Linked DNA regions of Mus musculus: region 1 is linked to region 2. The links are chromatin contacts, called in public promoter capture Hi-C maps. All regions are on one chromosome and are shown on one strand. Each heading gives the region's core, a stretch centred on a gene start, on an enhancer-like site or on the middle of the called end of the contact. The rest is flanking DNA. Distances are from core to core; before and after follow the strand shown. Region 1 holds the start of Rpia (ribose 5-phosphate isomerase A). Region 2 holds the start of Gadd45a (growth arrest and DNA-damage-inducible 45 alpha).

The links. Promoter capture Hi-C pulls out the DNA fragments that hold promoters and counts their contacts.
Region 1: a promoter capture Hi-C map of cranial neural crest shows a contact between it and region 2. The contact joins the promoter of Rpia here to the promoter of Gadd45a in region 2. A contact is called at or near these places in 2 of 39 promoter capture datasets (cranial neural crest and pre-B cells) and 1 of 484 Hi-C or Micro-C datasets (CD4 T cells).

What each region holds. Positions count from the first base shown.
Region 1 is chr6:70,787,528-70,794,811 of GRCm38.p6, reverse strand. It overlaps Rpia (ribose 5-phosphate isomerase A), which reads left to right and starts at 2,637. Exons shown (of 9, transcript NM_009075.2): 1 at 2,637-2,926. The coding sequence starts at 2,663.
Region 2 is chr6:67,034,922-67,042,314 of GRCm38.p6, reverse strand. It overlaps Gadd45a (growth arrest and DNA-damage-inducible 45 alpha), which reads left to right and starts at 4,908. Exons shown (of 4, transcript NM_007836.1): 1 at 4,908-5,114; 2 at 5,204-5,305; 3 at 5,400-5,637; 4 at 6,543-7,219. The coding sequence starts at 5,071. The coding sequence ends at 6,656. E230016M11Rik (RIKEN cDNA E230016M11 gene) reads right to left here and starts at 5,716. Exons shown (of 7, transcript NR_040278.1): 1 at 5,380-5,716.

The DNA.
Region 1 (7,284 bases), core at 1,388-3,887, 3.8 Mb before region 2:
GTTCAGTGTCATTGAGATACAAATAGTGTGAAGGTTTAAAAGGTCTACTTTTATCTTTTATGTGTGTGATGCCTAAATGTATGGCTGTGTATCATGTGAGAGGTCAGATGAGGATGTCCGATCCCCTGGACCTGGAGCTATATGTGTTTGCAAGCTGCATGATGTGAGGTGCTGGAAACTCAAGTCTGCCCTCTACAAGAGCACCAAGCGCTTATCTCTCTAGGCCCTGTCTTTTGGTTTTTGAAGCCAGGGTCTTGCTATGTTGCCTAGGCTGACCTGGAACTCTGCTATTTAGGCAGCCTGGCCTGGAACTCCCTCAAATCCACGTACCTCTGCTTCCCATGCCCTACAAACAGTGAAGTTTTGATAACGTGCTTAGTCCTATAGCTAATGGTGCTTACTAAAGGACAGGAATTCTGAATGACTGAAGGCAGAGTGTAGCGTTGAGGCATGGAATGTGTGCTATTCTATCTTGCTTCAGATACACGTTGAGGATCTTTTGTGTGTGAGCAGCAGCCTGATAGCCTGCACAGAGGATGAATGCTAAGCACAAAGTAAGTAAAGAATAAAGGATCGAGGAAAGACCTTCTGAACTAGTGGTGTAATCCTAGCTACATCCTAGCATATGGGCTGAAAGTTCAAGGGATGCCTGGGCTACGGAATGAGGCCAAGGCTGGATGGTCAGCTTAGTGAGACCCTGCTGCCAATGTCAGGGGGGCATGTGGCAGAGACCCAGCTTCACAGTGCTGAGTGACTGCAGGAGTCAGAGTTATTTCCAGAGACGTCTACTCTGGTGGATCCAGGATCCAAGTCATAGTTCAGTTTATTATAAAGGGGTTTTATTTCATATTTAAAGATGGGGTTAATATGAAGGGAGATACTATCTGTTTTGCAGCTTTATGTCAACTTGACACATGCTCGCCATCTGAGTGGAGGGAACCTCAGCTGAGAAAATGACTTCATAAGATCGTCCTGGAGGCAAGCCTGTAGGACATTTTCTTAATTAGTGATTGGTATGAGAGGACCCAGCCCATGGTGGGTGGGGCTCCATCTGTCCTGGTGGTTCTGGGTGTTGCAAGAAAGCAGGCTGAGTAAGCTGTGAGGAGCAGGCCGGTAAACAGCACCTCTGCCTCCAGGTTCCTGACACTGTTTCCCTCAGTGCACTGTGATTCAGGACATATAATCCAAATGAACCCTGCCCTCCCCAAGTTGCTTTTAGTCATGGTGTTTCATCACAGCAACAATAATAATTCTACGATACTACCCTTGTATGGATGTGGTCTCCTCAAGAGGGAGTCTCATGTAAGTGTCCAATCAATAGCGGCACACCTGATTATGGTGGGTCCTGAAGTTACATTTGTAATGGTGGCTGAAGAATTTTCTTCTTCTTTTTTTTTTTTTTTTTGGTAAAGGAGACTATCGAGTGGTTTCTGAGTGCCTTGGGCAGGATTACAGTCTGATAAAGATAAAACTCAGGTTATAAAAGTTGCAAAAAAGCATTGTGACCGGTCTTTATTGTTCCTAAGGGTTCCTGGAACATTCTAGCTCTTGGGGGTTGCTGGCACATGCCTTTTGCAGGCACACACCGTTAACCTCTGCTCTGGGGAAGGAAAGTCAGGCTGATCTCGGTGAGTTCAAGGGCATCTTGGTCTACAGAGTTCCTGGACAGCCATGGTTGCAAAGAGAGATCCTGTCTCAAAACACACAAACAAAACAACAAAAAGGACTTCCAGACCTATTTGGTGATGTAATCCCATATCAGGAAAAATGCTCCAAGTTCCAGGCCAGCCTGGACTGAACTCTACAGTGAGTTCAGGCCACTGGGACTGCTGAATGAGACCAAGAACTTGCAGCAAACTAAAGGCAGAAAAGGGGAAGCCCGATAAGGTACACTGGCCTGTGCGCTCGTGACCGGGCTCCATTTAGACACCCTGCATCCAATACCAAGAGCAGAACAATGTCCAAGGCGGGAGTTACTGATTGAACTTGTAACCTTGGGTTTGTGAAGGTCTAGCACAGACATCAGAAGACCTGGGAGTCCCAAGTGTGTCATCAATGAGTGACTCTAGAGCACTGTAAGAAGATGGCTCTGCCGGTAAAGTACTGACTGACACTACCAAGACGGTCAGATAACGGACTTCTGCAAGTTGTTCTTTGGCCTCCACAAGCACAACCTAAATAATACAATGTAATTAAAAGATTTTTTTTAAAAAAAGGCCGTTGTGTTGGTAGAACCACTTGCCTGAGGATTCGCTTACAACACAGCAACGTTCTCATTTGCTGGGCAAACAAGGTCAGGTTTTTAATAGTGTCTCTCTCTTTTTCTAGAATACGCGTACAGCCGGAAAGGTTCTTGGAGTTCACCTAAAGGTGTAAACACTTGACCCCAAGGTAGGGAGTTATTAGCTTCCTAGACAGCAGTTACCCGGACCTTCCGGACAGAAAGTCTGGAGTCAAGGCGGGCGATTTGCACACTAGGGTCGATCGTATTGTGGGACTTGTAGTCCCGAATGCAGAAGGGCCTAGGAACCACTGTCGCCGTAGGACTACATTTCCCAGCAACACGCATTTAGTAATACGCGCGGGGCAGGTTGCGCAAGCGAGCGGGTTTCCGGAGGAGTTGGGGGTGGGGCGGCCGGAGAGGCTGGAGCGAGGCGGCGGGATGCAGCGCCCCGGGCCCTTCAGCACCCTCTACGGGCGGGTCCTGGCCCCACTGCCCGGGCGGGCCGGGGGCGCGGCCTCGGGCGGGGGCGGGAACAACTGGGGCCTCTCGGGTTCCCACGTGCAGTTGCCGGGGCGTGCACATTCGGAGACCCGCGGCGACAAGGGAGGCTCGAGCGCGGGCGGCCCGGCCCCCTCCACGATGTCCAAGGCCGAGGAGGCTAAGAAGCTGGCGAGCCACACGGCGGTGGAGAACCACGTGAAGGTGGGCAGCTGGTGACGGCGTGATGGCTTCGTGCTGCGCGCCCAGGGCACTGCCAGGGTGCGCCTGACTCCTGAAAGGGCGAGGGTTGCGAGAGAGGGGAGAGGATGAGCCTTGTACCCGAATTCGCGCTGTTCTTCCCAACCCTTGAAAGGCCTTCTAGACCCCGAATGGGTGGGTGTCAACTCTTCCCCCAACTGGAGCCTTTTCTACAAAGATTCCCTGTCCGGCTGGAACTGGGTGCACAGTAGAGCCTGGCTGTGCTCTGTTTTAGAGTCTTGTCAGGCTGTTAATGCGTGCCTCCTAATCAGCCCATTGAAAATGGTGAGCCCCGAGGCTGCTGTTCTTCACTTCTCACTTACCGCGAAGCCAGCGGAGGGCTGTTTTGCAAAGTGTTTTGAAATTTTACTCCAAACAGGCTTTTCAGCTCCTCCCGCTGAGGAGCTAGAGTGCTGTCTTTACAAAGAAGCCATCAGGTTACTGTTGACAGGGCCGGGTGGCCAGACATCTGGAGGTGCTGCTTTTTAGGAGGGGTCCAGATGTTTTGAAGTTAGTAAGGCTGTGTCCACATTTGTTAAGTGGCTGGTGTGGTGCTCTGAGTGGACTCTTAGTGTAGGTGGGTTTGCTATCCCGTATGTAGCAGGTTAATTATCTTAATTGTATTACTTCTGTTGCCCTGTGGTGAAGTTTCCTGGTCTTGTTTTCTATTTCTTAGATCGCGTTATCAGAATCCGTATCTTCGTTAAAGGGAATTCTTTTCACTTGTTAAAGCTATGCTGCCCAAAGTTACTTTGCAAAGACACTGTTCTTAGAGCTTTATCTTCCTGCCTAGGGTGAGGGTGGCCTGAGTGGGCGGGGCCGGGTCTGATAACCTCAGGCTTGCCTGTTCTATAGAAGAACACCATTTTTGTTTCAGGCAGGGCTCTTATGCCCTTCTGTTCTAGGGTAGCTTTTTGCTCATCTAGTTAGCATAGGATTTTATACTTGAATTAAGAGGTGTGAGGTATGAATATGAATTTAAAATGTGTAATTTGGCTCTGTGTTTGGAACACAGTGCCACAGGGGTAAAACTGGGACAGTAAAGAGAGATTTCAAAATGCCTTTGTGAAGTGACTTAATAGATTGATAAATGAAATCCATACCTCAGGAGAGCCCATTATCTTAGTTATCCTGTTAATGTTTAGTGGTACACGTCTCCTTGACCTTTGCCTTATCGTTATGTATTTGACTAAATTAAAATCTGCAAGCCTTCCCCTCATGTTCCAGCCATATTCAAAGGACTTTACTACTTTCAGTTTTCCCTTGGCTTTTTTCTTAAGGAGACTAGGAGACAACGATTTCCTCTTCCTATTTTGAAACTCAGGTTGGCTTTGAAACCCTCCCTTCCCCTCTGACTGGCTGGCTAGCACATCTCAAGGGAGGAACTTGATATGTGGACTGTGCTAGCTTTGAAATCTACCTGCTTCTGTCCGAGTGCCGGGATTAAAGGTGTGTATCACCACTCAGCTTTACCCACTTGATTCTGCCTCCCAAGGGCTGGCATTATAGGTAGGTGGCACACCCAGCTCCCTCTGATCTGGACTCCCAGACACTTCAGCGTGACCTATGTTCTAGTTTTTCTGTGCGTTTCTCTTGCCCAAGTCCCTGTGAGCTGTGGGAGGAGACTTAGTGCTATCTATACATTCAGCATTGGGTACAGTGAGGGCTGCCTAGGCAGTGGTCAGTAAGTTGTGTGGAGTGGGAACACTGATATGGACGTTGGGGGTTGTGGGTTTGGTGGCCCTTTCGTAGGCTCTCTGAGTGTGGGGTTTCCAGTCCCCTCAGCCCGCTGGTGTTCCACCGTGGCTACTTCTACTCCAGGGTAGATGGAGAACTCAGAATTCTCAGTTGAATCTTTGTCACCAGGTCCAGACCTGCCTGATTCTAAAGGTGTAGTTACCTCAGAAGGGTTAGTGTATACAGCTCTGCTATCTTCATGGTTTGTTTCTTCATCCTTTGCTCTCTGTGGAGCCTGGGCTTTGATTTGAGATTGGCTTAGCCTGAGGAAACTAGTGGGCAGACAGTATTAATATTATTATTAGTATTTTTTTTTTTGAGACAGAGTCTTATTAGGTATTTTTGACTGCCCTGGGATTTACTATGTAGACTTGGCTGGCTTCAAACTCACAGAGATCTGCCTGCCTCTGCCTTTCTAATGCTAGGATTAAAGGGATACATCACCATACTTGGCAGTTTTTGTGTTTTTAATCTGGTAGAAGCCTGTTTTACTGACATACTATTCCAAACTCACCAAATACACCAAGAGCCTTAGCCCATCGAAGCCAGCCTTATAGAGTCATGAGATTACCACATTGGACTTGATAGCATGCTGTTTAGCATTGCCTTTTAGGAGGGTTATCAGCTGTCAGGCCAGTTTGCAGGTAGCGATTCACCAATTTGGCTTTGGCTATGGCACTCACTCCCGGACCTGTTATTTTGTTTGAAGGTGGCAAGATCTGGCAGACCCTGCAGTTCATCTAGAATAGAGCCTGTCTGATGTACTGAGTTGACCTTTGTGCTACATGCCTCCTAGGACTGATGTGAGCTAAAGAGGAGTCTGGTAATCAGATTTGGCCTCAGGTCAAATGTGAAGGTCAGGTTACGTTTACCTAGGCTTTAAGAAATGGAGGTGTTCACTATTATTTGGATACTTCACATCTTGATATTTAGCTGTCTTAAATACTTTGTTAGGTTCCTTTATTTGACTCCCTTGCATTTTGAGTTCGTGGGACAGCTGATGACTTTATTAGGTGCACTGCCTTCTCGATGGCATCCTGGCAGGTGAAATCGGTAAAGTTGGCTCTGGTAGGTAGGCTGAGCCTCTTGGTTTATTTGGTGAGTTTGGAAGAATATGTTAACCTGGGCTTCTACCAGATTAAAAGACACATAAATTGCTGGGTGTGATGGCTTCTACCAGGTTTAAAACGCAAATTGCTGGGTGTGGTGTACACCTTTAATCCCATTACTTGATAGCAGAGGCAGGCAGATCTCTTGAGTTTGAGGCCATCCTGGTCTACATAGTTCCAAGGCAGCCAGGAGTACCCAGTGAGACTCTCTTATTTCAATAAACAAGCAAACAACACACAGACATTGAGTGCCCTCCCTTCCTAGTGCTCATCCCTCTCCTGCAGCCACCTGTGCAGGCTGTGTCTGTTGGTAAAGAAATCCTACCATGTGTTCTGTAGCCAGAACCTCCTGTCTTCCACCCGTTTGCTGGTGCAAGTAAGGGTGATGGCCTGTTTGCTGTCAGCATTGAGAATTCGATCTCTACAAGAATTCAACAGAAACCTCAGGAAGCCCCTCAGTCTGTTGTCCTGGGAGCTGCTGCTGATCAAGATACAATTGTGAAGGCAGCAAGAAGTTTGCCCACAGCGATAATGTCAAGGCTCTGGCAGGTGGAGTCAACCCAGCTACTTGGTGAACAGGCAAGACTGCAGGCCAGTTCCTGACAGACTGGATTGGCCAAGAATGACTGCCTTAAATCCCTGGGTTTAAGTGCCTGAGACTTGCCGGGTGTGGTGGCGCATGCCTTTAATCCCAGCACTTGGGAGGCAGAGACAGGTGGATTTCTGAGTTTGAGGCCAGCCTGGTCTACAGAGTGAGTTCCAGGACAGCCAGGGCTATACAGAGAAATCCTGTCTCGAAACAAAAACAAAAACAAACAAACAAAAAGTGCCTGTGACTTTCTAAAGCTTAAGTGAGGATTTCCTTGCAAAAGTACAGTTTCCCTCTGTCCCTTTTTTAAAAACCCCACAGCTTGCACAGTGCTACCATTTACTGCCTTTAACATTGCCTTGTGAACTTCCTTATGCAATAATCTGAAAAGAGCCCCCCACCCACCCTCCACAGAAGCCCACAGACAATGATGGGCAAAGTCTGCTGTAGGTAGGAGAGGCCCAGCTAGAAACATTTTTAGTGTTACGTGTGATTGCCATCAGGATTTAATTTGTTTACATTTCTAAACTCCTTGTAGTTGTTGGTCATTCTTTCTGTCTTTTAGTTTTAGATTTAGTCTAATTTTGAGAAGGAACAAATGAGGCATGGGATGCTGGGCCCTGGAGCCGTGGGGCCACCCTTGCACATTACTGGGGGTTTTAACTGTGGCTTAGTTTCTTCCTCCTACGAAGTTTCACAATAGCCTTTCCCTTGCCAAGTGAATTGCTAATAGTTGTCCCACTCCAAGAAATTTGAGAAACTGTGTTCTTTCAGCAATCTAACTCCTTGAATTGTTTAAAGTGAGGTTGTGTGTGTATGTGTGTGGTAGATAGGGTTTTCTTTGTAAGGTAACATGATAAGGACATTAGCTGTTCTTATATCAATAT
Region 2 (7,393 bases), core at 3,659-6,158:
CTGATCCTAAGGAAAGACACATTTTTAAGTGATGGTAAATCTTGTCCAAATAACGTTCTGAAATAAAAATGGAGGTAAACTCACAGGCTTGCTTTAAAACAAACGAACAACAACAACAACAACAACAACAAAAAACCCCAAAGCCCCAAAACAAAACCAAAAAAAGACTTATCAAGCCTATGCAGATAAACAAGAGCAACAAGAAGTTGAAGCCTTATGATTTCATAACTTGGGATTTCCGTTCTAGGCAGTAGACTATGAGTTGACTCACACCGAAATAACAAGCTCCTTTCCTTCAGTAGCACTGGCTATAGTTTGAAAGGAGGAAACACTACAATTATGTATTGTAGAACCAGTAGTAGGAATGTATGTGTGATAAGGATGAGGATGTTGTCACAAAAACTCTAGTATGGCAAAACAGCAAAATAATTTAATAATTGTCTAGTACCTACTTCCCCATGACTACCAGATATAACCATTTAGAGATTTCATAAATATGATTAAAATGTCACTCTAGTCCTCCATACTTCAACACCTGGGACTACCAGGAGTAGTTTTAAAAATAGCATTAGGAAGGTATGATGCTGCATACCTGTAATTCCAGCACTCAGGAGGCTGAGGCAGAAGGATTGAGAGCTTGAGACTCTGTCAGAAACAAACAGTAACCGTGCTGCTTAGTTTTATGTTAATTTGCCACAAACTAGAGCCATCCGAGAGGACAGAACCTCAATTGAGAAACTGCTTCCATAAAATTGAGCTACAGGTAAGTCTGTAGCATATTTTCTTAATTAGTGGCTCATGTGGGAGGGTCCAGCCCATTGTAAGAGGTGCCATCCCTGAGCTGACCACAGGTTCTGTAAGAGAGCTGTCTAAACAAGCCATGGGAAGCAAGGCAGCAAGCAGCACTCTCCCGTGGGCTCTGCAGCAGCTCCTGCCTCCAGGCTCCTTCCTGATTTGAGTTCCTGCCTTGGCTTCCCCCCAGTGGACTGTGATTCAGGATACGTAAACCAAGGAAACCCTTTCCTTCCCAAGTTGCCATGGTGATTTTATCACAGCAAAAGAAACCCTATCTAAAGCAATATCTCTACATACTGGACTCGTTAGGTGGAATATAATCCAGGACTCTAATATAAAGCTGCAAGCAAGCAGGCGGGCTGAGTGCAATTCCTCCTTCCAACCATAATACTCACAGAAGACAATCACTGATGAAACATTCTAGGGAAATTCAGCAATGAGGTAACACAAGCTTGGCTGAGTCAGAGTGTGTGACATGAACAGTTTTTGAATACCAGATTTGGATAAAATGCCATTTTTTTAACAATAAGGCTAAACATAGCATTAAGTATAGTTTTTGAGGGATAAATACTATACTTTTGCTATGTTATACCCATTTTAAACTTCAAATAGCTGCCTTTAATGGGACACTATAGTCCTATGTTTCATCTGAATTGCATAAACAGTGCATGGTTCGACTCAGCTTCCATTCAGATGAGATGGGACGTTCAGCATAACTAGCTGATGACAGTGAATACCATTTTGTCCTAAAATCCAGTTGAAACATAGGTGTGATGGCGACTCTTGGTTGTCAACTTCATTCAGTACATCTGGAATTATCTAAAATTCAAAAACAGAGGGCACCCCAGTGAAGAAATTTTTGCTTAATTTGAAATAGGAAGATCCACTTCTAATCCAGATCCTGAGGCAGGAAAACACACTCCTTTAATATGGACCTTGAGGTGACAAGACACACTCCTTTAATACAGGTCTTGAGGTGGGAAAGGCACACCTTTTATCTGGGCCATACCTTGTGTGGGAAGCTTAGACATGGAAAAAGGAAGCTTTTGCTCATCGCCTGCTTGCTCTAGCCTTGCTAGCATGTCTATTCCTTCACTGCCATTAGAGCCTACTTTAGTGGGATCCCAGCACATTCAGACGACCAACTGAGACATCTAGCCTCAAGGACGGAACAACTTCTAGATTCTTGGACTTTTTGTTCATAGCCAGCCATTGTTGTATTAGTTGGACTACATACTGCCTGTAAGTCAACCTAATAAATCCCCTTTGTATATATGTATGTGTGTATATACATATGCATACATATATATTGATTTTATATGTTCCACTACTCTAAAGAACCCTGATTAATACAATGGACATACCAAGTAGATCATGAGGTCTTTGTAGAGAAAGGACCAGAAATTTTTTAGGGCTTATATTTTTGAAGTGATGTTAAAGGTGACTTTTCTGAGAATTCATGCACAGGACTGTAGGGTCATGAGGTGGTGATTAATTCTCAGATTCTTTTTAATTCATGACACCCACTGTACTACTGAATGTAGGGTGTTGAGGACACCAAGCTGATGAAGTCATAGTCTCTGCTGTCACATCATCTTCTAATTCTTTGTCAGCTGCATCCTTCCAGAGAACTTCTAAGAAATGTCTAATGGGTAGAGCCCTGGAGTTCTAGGGAACACAGTTCATTAGTCTCCAAATGGTGACTCGGAGTGGTTTGTGTCATTATGGTATTTTAAAGATGGTATTTTAGTGCCAGTTACCTGTATTGTTCCTGGAACAAAATTAAGAAAGGAAGCGTTTATTCCTGGGTACAGTTAGTCCATCATGGGGAAGGCTTGACAGCCAGAGCTAGAGGTGGTTGGTCACATGGCATCCTCAGTCAGGAATGAACCAAGAATGACCATGCTCAGTGTAGCTGTTTTCCTTTTTACATGCAGTGAAGACCCCGAGCCCATGGAATGGTTTTATCCATCCTAATCTAGATGACCCATCACAGTCACGCCCAGAGGCTTGTTTTAGTAATGGCTCTTGATCACCATTAAGGTAACGGTCACTGTTAACCATAGAAATTGAAGCCTAAACTTCAATATTGAGATTTTGCCCCTGATGCTGTTTTGTAGGGCTAGAGATCAAATTCTGAGCCTGGGCCTGGAACAAGCTAGGCAACTGCTCTACCACTGACCTAGAATCCCAGGCCCCCAATGGTAGAGAAATTCTCTCTCTCCTCTCCTCCCCTCCCCTCCCCTCCCCTCCCCTCCCCTCCCCTCCCCTCCCCTCCCCTCTCCGCTTTATTTACTTTTGAGTGCTCTAACTGCATGTACACCTCATGCCAGAAGAGGGCATCAGATCCCATTATAGATGATTGTGGGCCACATTTAGTTGCTGGGAATTGAACTCTGGACCTCTGGAAGGATAGCCAGTGTGCTTAACCACTGAGCCAACTCCCCAGTCCCAAGGGATTCTTTAACAAAGCATCGCCATTTAAAGCTTTAAGGCGTAAGTATGAGGTACACAGCACCCAGGGTAAGTCATACACTGACATTTGCTCCTTTACTCAACTTTTGTCTCTTGGGGACATCTCCAATAAGTGAACTAGAAAACCAACCTATAAATTATCCATTAAGTTAAGATTAAGAGAATTTGAAAATATTTTGTCCACAAGAATAAAAACTTGCCGGGTATGGTGGCGCACGCCTTTAATCCCAGCACTCGGGAGGCAGAGGCAGACGGATTTCTAAGTTCGAGGCCAGCCTGGTCTACAAAGTGAGTTCCAAGACAGTCAGGACTACACAGAGAAACCCTGTCTCGAAAAACCACCCCTCCCCCCGCAAAAAAAATCTTAAGGATAACTCACATGTACCTCTGCAAAATTTACTTCTGTAACTGTAAGCTACCCAGTGACCTCAATATTAGCACTGTTAAGAATGCAAGCATATGGGCTGCAATTTCACCACTCTCCGTGACTAGTAGGTTCAGGCAATGCTTTTGTATTTACTGAATAAGCTCATAAAACAAAGAGAGTTTTGAGCTATCCAGTAAAAGTTTGCATTAAAAATTGTTTTTACTTTGTAACTCCTGCTTGCAGTTACGAGGGTTTGCCTTCTACCTACAAGTTGCTATTATCTCAAAGGTGAAATTTGAGCACATGGCTAAAATGTACTACAGTTACAGCTTCATGATTCAGCTTCAGTAATTCAGAGTGAGCTCATAGACAGTAAAGGTGGTGTCATACTCTTCTGCCTGTGATGGGACGCTCAGGGAACATCGTGAGCACCTCGAATTTCCATGATGGCACCTCTGAATACCACAGAATTTCTCTCTTAGCTCTTACTTGATCAGAAGGAGCCTTCTTCAGGAAGGATTCTAAGAACGGTGAATTTGGCTCGTTAAACATGCGATCACCAGCTCCCCACCTTACATGGAGTAGGCAGAAATTTCACCAACTTTTTGTGGAAAAGATTCCAACTTGGTACTGTGCCACCACTACACACAAATGCGATTTTTTTTTTTTTTTTCTTCTCCCTGGAGTTTCAAATTCTCACAACCAACCAAAACCAAATCAAACCAGCCATCAGGGCACCAAAAGACTACTACTGGGAATAAGCAGGTTTACCTGAAACTTGCATATAAACACTGAAGCAAGCTTTGCCCGGCATGTCTGGACACTTAAAAATATGCTTACTAACAACAGCTAGACTGGAGTGCATTAATCCCTGGAAGTAAAATTTAAAAAGCAGCCCCTTAACACAAAGGGCACGAAACGACAATCAAAAGATGTCCACAACCAGAAAAACAATTGGCAGGCTGTTTCAGTCAGAGCTGAGGACACTTGAACCACTGCAAAGCCCTCCGCACCAGAAGGCTCCACAAACTACCTAGAGCTGGCTCAGGACCCCACCAACCGGGTTTCAGCACCACCTTCGTCCCGTGGGCTCCCTCCCGCGTAGCTCCGCCCCTTTCCGCTCAACTCTGCCTTGCTTTGGTGGAGCGAGGGTCTGGGTGTCAACGTCTGCTAATTTGCATAACCCAATGGCCTGACTGCATGCAAATGAAGCTGGACCTGGTTGGCTGAGGGCTAGCCCCATATCTCCGGAATCGGGCCCTTTGTCCTCCAGTGGCCCCGAGGCAGCAGTGCAGAGTTCCCCAGCGAGGCTAGGCGAGCAGCCGGCCGGCCGGAGCGGAGAAGGGAGGGTGGGAGCGAGCGCAGAGCCGGCGCCGCGCACTGTGGGGGCCAGGAGCAGCCCGCGCGCCGAGGGAGGGACTCGCACTTGCAATATGACTTTGGAGGAATTCTCGGCTGCAGAGCAGAAGACCGAAAGGTAAGTGTGCCTGCCGACTCGGTGGCCGCCGCCCCTCCCGCCTCGCGTCCGGGGACCCGGCTGACCCGCTCTCACCCTGCCGCCCGCAGGATGGACACGGTGGGCGATGCCCTGGAGGAAGTGCTCAGCAAGGCTCGGAGTCAGCGCACCATTACGGTCGGCGTGTACGAGGCTGCCAAGCTGCTCAACGTGTAAGTGGCCCGCGTTCCCCGCTCGCCCACCCACCCGCCTCTACCCCGCGCCCCCCTGAGCGTATGCAACTCACCGCTGCCCCGCTGCCCGCAGAGACCCCGATAACGTGGTACTGTGCCTGCTGGCTGCTGACGAAGACGACGACCGGGATGTGGCTCTGCAGATCCATTTCACCCTCATCCGTGCGTTCTGCTGCGAGAACGACATCAACATCCTGCGGGTCAGCAACCCGGGTCGGCTAGCTGAGCTGCTGCTACTGGAGAACGACGCGGGCCCGGCGGAGAGCGGGGGCGCCGCGCAGACCCCGGACCTGCACTGTGTGCTGGTGACGGTAAGAGACCCGGGGCTGCAGCCCAGAATCTGCTGGGGTGGACCTTGTCCGAGCTGAACGCTGATCTCGCGGGGGTTGTGATAGGGTACGGAGCGTGTCTAAGCTCGTGGGTGGCCTCCAGCGGCGGAAGATATCCCTGTGAGTCAGCAAGCTGCCCAGCTGCTACCTCTGCTTACCTCTGCACAACCTCGCGTGGCTAATTCTTTGAGCAGAACAGATTAGATAAAGCCAAATAAATTCCCGGTTTACCCTTCGTTAAGAAGTTAGCTTCATTCTTCATTTGCTGTCAAAGCTAAAGGTAGAAGTGGTGTAGGAGACAGACCTTATTAATTCCCTGGATATAGATAGATACTCTGAAGTGTACCGAGTGGAATTCTTTTCTTTGCTGCTCTTGAGTTTGTTTAAACGAGCTCCCTCCTCCCCACCGCTTAAAAATGTGTGGTGGGTTGATAGTGTTTTCAGAAAGAACCGTGCTGTCTAGGTCTTCTGGTTTTTTGTTTTTGTACTCTTTCTCTTCTGACTTGTGTAGGGAAGTGACTGCCTGGTTACTTGTTGCTGCCAGTAAAATGTGCTATTCATCGTCAGGGAAGATAAGAGTTCAGCAGCTGCCTGCCCTGCAGCCCTCACCGTGCACACAGCCTGAGAATGCTTTTCAGGAGTCTTTTACTTATGACCCACCAGGGTACATGCTTGGAAGGGAGGTCTTAAGAATGGTAACCTCATGCAGAATGGGGTAGTTAATATGCAAAACTCTGTGTAGTTCCGTGCACGTTACAGGTGTTTAGACTATGCTAGATGCTGTTTTTAACAGAATGTTCGGGGTTTGGCCCTTTCAAAAGTAGCACAATTAGTAGCAGAAGCTGATTATTTTCCGGGGAAGTAATTTTTTCAAAATCTGTTCACAGAACCCACATTCATCACAATGGAAGGATCCTGCCTTAAGTCAACTTATTTGTTTTTGCCGGGAAAGTCGCTACATGGATCAGTGGGTGCCCGTGATTAATCTCCCGGAACGGTGATGGCATCCGAATGGAAATAACTGAACCAAATTGCACTGAAGTTTTGAAATACCTTTGTAGTTACTCAAGCAGTCACTCCCCACGCTGATGCAAGGATTACAGAAACTGATGTCAAGGGGCCGAGTTCAACTGCACGAGGGCTCAGAGATGACTTTGCAGAGGGAGAGAGAGGTGAGCCTGAAGAAGGAAGCTGCGAGAAAAGAGAAATCCAAGGCAAAAGGGACAAAAACTACAAAGCACTGCAAGAAAGAAAACTGCTAATTTAGGATGGCCAGGTTACTTTCAAATAAGCCAAATATTGCTTTGTTGAAACTTTAAATGTATAGCAATAGTTTGGGTATTTTTTTTCTTTTTTTTTTTTGGTCTTTATGCCCTCAAATAAAAGGAAAGTAAAAGAGGATTAATCATATTTTCAAGCCACAGTTTAAATGTATTTTGATGAGATGTTAAATTCTCAGAAGTTTTATTATAAATCTTACTAAGTTATTTTATGATGTGAAAGGTTATTTATGATAAAGTTTTTGAAGCACATTATCTAAAATAAACTGGTATGGAATAATTGTGTCATTTCTCAACGTGTGGTTTGTGTTTTACAATATTGATTATTGGACATTCTATTGAAGCTTTGCTGTATTTTACACTAGGCAGGAAGATGGTGGGGGGGGGCGGTTGTAGAGGGTCGGGGTAAGGAAAAAGGGAATATGGCAAGATTCACCTTGCAAAGTCTAAATTACAGT